Linked DNA regions of Mus musculus: region 1 is linked to region 2. The links are chromatin contacts, called in public HiChIP or PLAC-seq maps. All regions are on one chromosome and are shown on one strand. The core of a region is the stretch at or near the end of the contact, and the rest is flanking DNA. Distances in the headings are between cores, read along the strand shown.

Evidence for each region. HiChIP or PLAC-seq counts read pairs in DNA pulled down with a chosen protein or histone mark.
Region 1: an H3K27ac HiChIP or PLAC-seq map of embryonic stem cells shows a contact between it and region 2, with 2.8 times the contacts expected there. The contact joins two enhancer-like sites. A contact is called at or near these places in 1 of 39 promoter capture datasets (the C10 cell line) and 2 of 115 datasets of contacts at active chromatin or transcription factors (embryonic stem cells and large pre-B cells).

Annotation. Positions count from the first base shown.
Region 1 is chr3:131,317,036-131,321,814 of GRCm38.p6, reverse strand. It overlaps Sgms2 (sphingomyelin synthase 2), which reads left to right. Exons shown (of 6, transcript NM_001379585.1): 6 at 1-2,830. Among named protein-coding and RNA genes, the nearest start is that of Cyp2u1, 16 kb to the right of the region's middle. Within about 2 kb of position 1,379, at least 21 of the 459 cell types and tissues checked have an H3K27ac peak or open chromatin away from gene starts, as enhancers often do. A contact at or near this core is called in embryonic stem cells, where this site is marked.
Region 2 is chr3:130,695,124-130,699,682 of GRCm38.p6, reverse strand. Ostc (oligosaccharyltransferase complex subunit (non-catalytic)) reads left to right here. Exons shown (of 4, transcript NM_025509.3): 4 at 3,205-3,766. The coding sequence ends at 3,223. Among named protein-coding and RNA genes, the nearest start is that of Gm36373, 4.8 kb to the right of the region's middle. Within about 2 kb of position 1,917, at least 16 of the 459 cell types and tissues checked have an H3K27ac peak or open chromatin away from gene starts, as enhancers often do. A contact at or near this core is called in embryonic stem cells, where this site is marked.

The DNA of each region.
Region 1 (4,779 bases), core at 130-2,629, 620 kb before region 2:
TAGTCCTTGCCTTTGGTTGAGATCTACTGAAAGATTAGTTTGTGGAACTTGTAGAAAAACTTCTAAGGATTCACAGCATGGGAGCAGCCAGTGGAAGGGGTGGTTACATTCTCATGGGTATGGCATAGAGAACATCCCTGGGTTCGTCCCTGTAAGCTAGTCGGCCTTGATTGTTTAAAATTAAACTTTAAATTGCTTGGGAGAAAAAAAAAAGCACAATACAGATGTGTTCAGAAGGGCCATTGTCTTCTGGTGCTATAATTCTGTGTGTGTGTTTCAGAGGGTCTCGTTTTCTGTGTTACTGGGTGGGTAAAGGATAGGATGCTAAACCCAAAGACACGAGCATAAAAATCTAAGTCTGACTATCCTCACAAGAGCAGAGACCCTAAGTGTCTTTGGCAGACTTTGAAATGCAGGGACTTTTTTTTTTCAAGTATTTTTATCGAGTAAGCCAATAATAAATTCATACCCAGTTTACCTTGTACTAGACAATTCGGTACAACTCCTCACGTGTTCATTTCCTCAGCTCTGTGGAAAGCTCTGCTCCGAACACTAGTTTACCTTCAGGGTCTGATTATGAGAGAATCATTTGGCGCTGAAGCCTGGCCTTTGCTCTGCGAGTCTCTCACTGAAACAAAACACTGAAACAAAACACCTGAAAAGCCTTATCCAGCCTGGCTAGGATTCTCCATGATTCTTCAACCGAGGAAAATGCTTAGACATTGTTACATTTCATGTTGATTGTTGGGAACCCTTCAAACAGAAAACTTTGCATTTAGTCAGGTAAACCAGGCTGTTGGAAACAATACCATCACTTTCTTAAGGTTTGAAAATACCCATGAGCCCTGTGTGGACCCTGCTGTTCCCTGTTCTTGTAGTAGCTGTGATTCCTAATAGGTACCGATGGGGATGCAAGATGACAACTCATTGCAGTGCAGGAAAGTAAGACTTCCTTTAAGATGGTCTCATCTCACTGTGTAGCCCAGATTGGCCTCCAACCTTCAGCCCTCCTGTATCAGCCCCCTGGGTGCTGGGATTGCAGGTGTGTTTCCATGCCTACCCAGGCACAGCAGGACATGGTACCAGCACCTTTTCTTTGCCCATTAAGATGCAGATTTTACCCATTAAGTGTGGGTAAGGCGCAAGCGGGCGCCTGTGCTCCTGTTGGAAGGTTTTCCCCATAATATAGAGCTTCTGGAAAACGTCCACAAATATAGAACACACATGTTTTTCCTGAACCTTCCCAATGGGACTGGAGTTCTCTGAGACTCCGGGTTTGAGCTCCTCCACTAGATCGGGAAAAGGAGGTATCCTTCCCCCAGTGACCCCTGAGCTAATTTTGACTGTCTTTTGGGTTGCTGTCATCACAGGAAGCAGCTTTTTGCTGGGGACACAAGGTTGGCTGAGAGTCAGCTCTTGCAATCCCTGGGCAGGTTTGTGGCCATCCATCCCTTGCTGTGTTGCCAGCGCCCCCTTGTGGTGATATGTCATGTCTGAAATCCAAATGCCACTTTAAAAATATATTTTCAAGGTTTCTCTAAAGTTTATCTGTTGGGCCTTTTGTTGTTGCTGTTTTCAGGGTTTTTTGCCAAAAGTTGAAATTCCCATGGGAAAGGAGCTATTTTAAAGACATTCTTATCCTTCCCAAAGGGAAAGTTCTCAGAATTTGAGTCAAAGAAAGTTGAAGGTCACATTTACCTCTTATGTCACAATCATTCGTGTCTGGCCCATAGCTACAGACTTTGTTTACTTCAAAACCCAAAGTCAGCTGTCTCATTTTTATTTATGTGCCAGAACTCATCATTTCACTTGTAATTGAAAGGTCTTACCTTGTTCCATAAAATATTTTAAACTCTTTGTTAAATGTTTTGATTTTATACTATAAAACTGATTTAAAAATTAAGCCAGTCTTAACACACTCACCCTGTCTGTAGTGTAAGGAAGTGTGAGAAGGAAGTTCTTTTTTATTGTTTGTTTGTTTGTTTGTTTGTTTGTTTGAGACAGGGTTTCTTTGTGTAGCCCTGGCTGTCCTGGAACTCACGCAGTAGACCAGGCTGGCCTTGAACTCAGAAATCCGCCTGCCTCTGCCTCTGCCTCTGCCTCCTGAATGCTAGGATTAAAGGCATATGCCACCACCGCCTGACGAGAAGGAATTTCTTAATAAATGAGTTTACATGTCTAAATCAAGTGTAAGTTATATGCGTTGTGTTGGAACCTTTTCTACGTTTATGTATAAAGATTTCTTATATTATTATTTTTAATGCCATTGCGTTGCAATAATTTAGCTCCTGACTCATTTGACAAAAATACATCTTTTATGAAGAAGTACTCTTGACTTTGATATCTGTACACTGAAAATCATGTCAGAAGTACCCAAAGATAAGTTTTTATACAGATAGACGCTTCGTAAGCGCTGGCTTGTTACCCACTAACTAACTGTACTGTGTTCTCAATGAATCATGAAAGACAAGAGTGGGTCACTGTAGAATTATTTTAAACTGTCCTTTAAAAGAGAAGAAACTATAAGCTAATCTAGTTGCCAAGTAGGAATTCCTTATTTAATTTACCTCCTATGCAATGATTAATGCTGCGAAATGTATGGTTAATAAGTTACAGTATATTCACAGAAGAAATATCTTTCCAAGGTGTAAGAAGCAGCCAGTTGCATTCTTTTGGAAATTTACTATACTGTTTCAATGTGTTAAGTGCCTTGTTGTAAAGTAAAATTTTAAGTCTCGAGTTCATTATTTTCCTGACCTATATTTTTCATTATGATTATCTACTGTGTGCTGTTGTAATCATTTTATTAAATGCTTACATTTTAATCAAATATATGAATTTCGGCCTTTCCTTCTATCCACTACCTATCTTGTACATTTTTAAAAATTACTATTTTGTGCGTGCATGCATGTGTGTGTGTGTGCGTGTGTGTATGTGTGTGTGCGTGTAGAAATCAGAGGACAACTTTGTGGAGTCACTTCTGGCCTTCCACCTCTCTGTGGACTCTTAGGACCAATCTCAGGCCCCCAAGCTTGCACAGATGGCTCCCTTACCCACTGAGCATCTCATGGCATCTTAATCACTTATCTGTCACACGGGATTTAAGTTGAAGTCTTGTTTTCATTGTCGGTTTAAGGGGAACTTTCCTTTGTTTGGAAATATACTTTCCATGCTTGTGGAAACATTCTGGGAGGGTTGTGGGAATCTTGTGGGCATATTTTTGGGTTCTTTTACCTACTTACTCTTCTCCGCCCCAATCCCTTCCAACCCCCCAACACTAGGTAGGAGATAAAGAAGGGAGAAGGGGCATAGACCTTTTTAGACTACTTCCTGCTGATTGGGGGTGTCAAGTTCCTTCTGGCGAGTTGAATCTTTGTCATCAGAATATCTCCAATCAGCAGAGGGAGCAGGGGAGGAGCAGGAGGAGGAGCAGGGGGAGGAGCAGCAGAGGGAGCAGGGGGAGCAGCAGAGGGAGCAGGGGGAGCAGCAGAGGGAGCAGGGGAGGAGCAGGAGGAGCAGCAGAGGGAGCAGGGGGGGAGGAGCAGGAGGAGCAGGAGGAGGAGGAGCAGGAGGAGGAGCAGGAGGAGCAGGAGGAGCAGGGGGAGGAGGAGCAGGAGCAGGAGGAGCAGGGGGAGCAGGAGGAACAGGGGGAGCAGAAGGAGGAGCAGGAGGAGGAGGAGCAGGAGCAGGAGCAGGAGGAGGAGCAGGAGGAGGAGCAGGAGGAGGAGCAGGAGGAGCAGGAGCAGGAGGAGCAGGAGAAGGAGGAGGAGGAGGAGGAGCAGGAGGAGGAGCAGGAGGAGGAGCAGGAGCAGGACCAGGAGCAGGACCAGGAGCAGGAGGAGGAGCAGGAGGAGGAGGAGGAGCAGGAGCAGGAGCAGGAGGAGGAGCAGGAGCAGGAGCAGGAGGAGGAGCAGGAGCAGAAGCAGGAGGAGGAGCAGGAGGAGGAGGAGCAGGAGGAGGAGCAGAGAGGAGCAGGAGGAGGAGCAGGAGGAGGAGGAGGAGGAGCAGGAGGAGGAGCAGGAGGAGGACCAGGAGGAGGAGGAGCAGGAGGAGGAGCAGAGAGGAGCAGGAGGAGGAGCAGGAGGAGGAGGAGGAGGAGCAGGAGGAGGAGCAGAGAGGAGCAGGAGCAGGAGGAGGAGCAGGAGGAGGAGCAGGAGCAGGAGCAGGAGGAGGAGCAGGAGCAGGAGGAGGAGCAGGAGGAGGAGGAGCAGGAGGAGGAGGAGGAGGAGCAGGAGGAGGAGGAGGAGGAGGAGGAGCAGGAGCCGGAGCAGGAGGAGCAGGAGGAGGAGCAGGAGGAGGAGGAGCAGGAGGAGGAGCAGAGAGGAGCAGGGGAGCAGGAGCCACCACAGGCCCTTTCAGGCTCTAGAATTTGTACCCTCTCAAGAGTTCCCAGAATTCCAAGCATATAGTTTTATCTGCAGCTGGCAAAAATCATGTCTCTCCTAGAGCAGGCGACAAATCATAGTTAACAGCTGTGGACAATCTTAAGCAGCCCCATGTGCCACACCTGGGATTAAAACCAAAAAACCAAACCAACAACAGCAACAAAAATATTCACATAACATAACTGGAAACCAAAATTCTCACTCCAGAATATGACTTGTTGACCTGAATTTACTTAAACTGGAATGCCTGGTTGGCAATTAAAATTAATTTTTGTTCCTGTTCAGCAGAGTATGTACTTGGTTACTGACCTACAAAAGCCTAAAGCTGTATCTGCTAATCACGTGATGTCGGCAGCCTTTCAAAATAGGTGTCAGGGTTCCTTCCCACCCAGAA
Region 2 (4,559 bases), core at 668-3,167:
CCTACAGATCACATGCTGAGTAGTATTAAGAGTTATCCAGGTGCACCCTGTATTTATTGGCTGTATCCTCTTCCTCCTCCTCACTCCCACCAATCAGATTGCCTTTCAGTTTAGTCCTGGACTACAGAGAGCTTGAGGGGTCTGTAGTCAGCCTTTGGGTATGTGAGGGTCCATTTCATTTGTTTCCATGATTAGAACTGTATTCCAAACACTGTGTCTGTAGAGAGTCTGGCACGTGGGTCATTTCAGTGAGTAGACTCTTGAGTCCAGTGCTCAGGATCTGCAAATGAGAGACACCAGTGACACAAGATGTTTGCATGGCTGCTGGTGACAATGTGTGGTAGAGGAAGTGGCTGGAGAATTCGCCTCCAGGTGCTCTCAGATTTTGGATTGGTTCTATGAGCTTCTTGCAGATTCCAGATCTACTCAGTAAAGTTAACAGTGTACTTCTCTAGAAACTGGCAGGTTAAGGGAGATAGTGTTTTATTGGCCACCAAGGATAATGTGTTCTGTGGTTGGGAACAATCTTAAAAGTTCTGTTTTGAGTTGGAGTTTGATCACAGTGTCAGAAAGAGACAAGTGACCACTGCTGCTTCTGAAAGTGAGGTGGGACTGTTTCTAGGACCCTGGAGAAGATGGGGAGACTGCTTAATGCCGCTGCTGTTCTTTTCTGGTCTAGTGTTGTGGATCAGTGAATGGCCCCATATAGTCTCGGACTCTTAGTTGTAAAATGAGAGTAGGGCTGGCAGGACGGCTCAGCAGGTAAAGGCTCCTCTGGTGTGTGATGAACTAGGCTCCATCCTGGAAACTCACTCCGTAGAAGGAGATAGCTCGCTCCTCTGAGTTTCCTCTCACCATGACATATATGCACACATGCACACACACACACTTTCTTAAAATGTAAAGTGAGAAGCCATTTACTTTATCTCACATGTGCTTCTGCCTTCTTTTGGGGAGTACTGGGGCTGGAGCCCAAAGCCTCTCTCATCTAGGCAGATGCTCTCCACTGAGCTACACCCAAGCCCAAGGATTACATGTGATCATGTCACACTCTTAGAAACTCCTGCCAGGGCTAAGCCAGCCCAGTTCCTGTCTTACTGTGTATAGAAGAGACTTAGTGATTGTCGGTAAACGGCTGCCTGAAGAGAAAGGCAGTACTCCATGGTTTTTGTGAACCAGGTTGTTTTTTTAAATTTACTTATGTGTGTGCATGTGTAGGGGGCATGTGCCATGGCACATGTATAGTCACAGGATAGTTTGTGGAGTTGACCCTCCCCTTCTACCATGTTGGTCCCTGGTCTCAGGAGATCATTTTGGGCAGCAAACAGTCTTACCTACTAGGCTGATTTTGCTGGCTCCAGTTGTTTCTTTGAATTCTTGGTTTGTTTTGATTGTATTTATCTGTAGAATTCTCATTAGCTTGAGTATAATAACTAAGGATTACAAAATTGGTCTATAAGAAAGGGCCAAATGATTCTAGGAGTGGCCATAATAAATACATTCTAAGGTATTTACTTTGATTCGCTACCAAAAGTAGTTTATATTTCTTAATGTTCCCCCCTTTAATTAAAAATGTATTATTTCATTTTGTGCGAAAGGACGTTTTGCCTTTGTCTGTATCTGTGCGACATGTGTGCCTGTGAAGGCCAGTGGCGGGCATTGGATTCCTGGAAAGTGGAATTCCACGGTGGTTGTGAGCCACCATGTAGGTTCTGGGGATTGAACCCAGGTCCTCGAAGAGCAGCCTGTGCTCTTAACTGCTGAGTCATCTCTAGTCCAGTCCCCTTCCCATCCCCACTGTTTCTTAAGGTTGATAGTCCACAAGAGTAGGTCACACACTGCTTTCAAGAAGGACTAGAACAGGGTTTAACTGTCACCAGATGGGGCTTTGAAGTGCATATTCACATCACACAGCAGATGACAGGGACCTGTCCCTAAAGAGCCCCCTAGTGTAAGCCGGTGTCAAGGTGCCTGCCTTGTTTGGCTGATGTGGCCGCTTGCTGACAGTGATCCAGAGCCTGTCTATGCTGGGAAATTGCTTTCTTGTTCTGTTTTTGTTTGAATGCATCAGACCTTATGATAGGGAATGTCTAAGTCTGTGTGTACATACTCAGGGCTCTTTTTTATGTTATTCAGTCTGAGCATGTGTGGGGAGGGCAGCTTGAAGTGAAAGTTCTCGGAGCAGATGTCTGGGTAGATAGTGCAGGAGCAGAGAGTGAAGTGTGGGCAGGTTGCATTGGCTGAGCATTGATTTAGAGTTATCAAGGGTCTAGAAGCTGGAAAGGAGGAAAACCAAGCCATTAAGTGTTGGTTGTGCCACTCGAAGTCTCGGGGAAATCTACTTCCTACTTTACAGGTGAAAAAGCTTGACACACTAGATGCTACCAGACAGTTAACAAGACTAACGTGCTATATAAAAACAGTCTGAGAGACTTTTCAGGCCTCATGGAGTAACTCCATTTTATAGTTGAGAAAACGGAGTGAGGTTTGACCAGCCTCACCCAGTGAATAGTAAGGGTGCATCAGAGGGGGCACTCTGGGGGCCTCAGTGAGTTCCCGTGTATTCAGTCATTTGGTAGTGTGGGTAGTAAGTAGTACAGCATTTTTCAGAGTTTTGTTCTGATCCTGATCATGCCTCCATGGTATTAGATCTCAGGTGCTTATGGCAGAAGGGAGGGTTGGGACCTGAGTACCTCATTCAGTTCCTTAAAGGGGCTTCGGAGCGTCAGTGAAAGCAGCTTGATCTTTGGTGTCATCTGTGGGCACTGCTGAAGCCTGCAACTGCTTTCTGGACACTTGCAATGGAGGCAGATACCTTTGCAGTTTGGGGACTCAGGGTCAGCTCCAGGCATGTATTCCTGGCTTTCCCATGCCTCCTCTAGTATGACGAGGGGCTTTGAAATCCAAGCTAGTTTCCATAAAAAGGTTTAATTTTTGTTATAATTTTGAGAGCCCAAAGATTGCTTCTGTTAAGCTTAGCTTTATAGTCTTCATTTTTCTGCCCTTCTGTGTCTAATTGTATGTTAGTTTGCATTGCTTTGTGATGTTTTGGGAGGAAGGAGACCAGGAAGCCTGGTTATGTGTTATCACGAACCAGGGGTGATGCTGAGGAAGAGCTGTGACGTCATCAGATTCATAGTCGCCAGGCACTCTTGAATGGCTGCTTCCTGGTCGCCTTTTCTGATATGAATTCTCTTTCTGCAGGGGCTACCTGATGGGCTAGTGTCTTTTGAGAGGAAATCAGTGGATCCCGGATTTGCTCCTGTTAATGAAGTTTTAAAGGCTGACCCACTCCCTCCTGCAATGTGGAAAAGAAAGAAGAGCAGTGTAAACGCTGCACTGAGCGACACCCTAGCAAGCACAGCAGAGCTAGGACCGGAAGTCACGGGATCAGAGACAAGTTCATTACAGTATTTCCCTTGATGACCTACCCCAGTGTACCAGCTATGTTAAACGGCATTTTTTCTTAGTTTTTTATTTCTTAAAGAAAATATACTCCTCCTAAAACTTTGGTATTGAATAAAGTGATTATTTTTTACAAACCCATCATCAGCTTTTGGACATGATATTTCTGATTTTCAGAAATTAACGCAAATTGAGAAGTATATTGTGAGAGCTGAGATATTTGGACGATTGGCCAGTTCCTGCAGTGGTGCTTTAAATGGTGTGTGTGCTACTCTGCAATTTCAGATGCATACGGGAGACTTGTTTCCTGAACAACATGATGTATGAAAGGAGCAGAAATAAATGATTTTTCTAATTAACATTTTAGAGTGTGGACTTTTTGTTGTTTTGTTTCTGAGACAGGCTCTCACAGGCCCTGTCTGGTCTGGAATTTGCTATATAGACCAGGCTGGCCTCAAACTCTTAAGAGATCCACCTGCCTCTGCTTTCTGAGTGCAGGGATCAAGTATGCCACCAGAACCAGCCTAACTGAATTAACTTGATCTGTACGTCGGTAAGTTCCATCTTGCGTTGTTCCTCGGGCACAACCAGCATCTTCAACTACATCGTTAGGTGTCAGGTCCACAAGTGCCCTCTTCTCCCTCTCAGATGGGCAGACTCAGCCTGGACTGCAGTCAGAGCAAAGCCAGCATTCCGCAGGAAGTCGGGAAGCCTGTCGCCATCGGCCAGGAGGAGCCACTTCCCTACACTGACAAACCTGTTGCTGCATAGCCAAGCCTGCGCCCGACTCCAGACTCCCTCAGCCCCACCCCTGACCTGGTGTCCTGCTCCCTACTCTACTCTCTTCTCTGTCTCCATTTTCTTTCTTTCTTTCCTTCCTTCCTTCCTTCCTTCCTTTTTTTTTTTTTTTTTTGGTTTTCTGAGACAGGGTTTCTCTGTGTAGCCCTGGCTGTCCTGGAACTCACTTTGTAGACCAGGCTGGCCTCGAACTCAGAAATCCGCCTGCCTCTGCCTCCCGAGTGCTGGGATTAAAGGCGTGCGCCACCACTGCCCGGCTTTCCATTTTCTTTCTTGTTTCACTATTTTCTCCCACTGAACGGCTGCTCTAGCCCTGGCCGTGTCCAGTCTGTTTTCTCTTTCTGCTCTGGATTCTG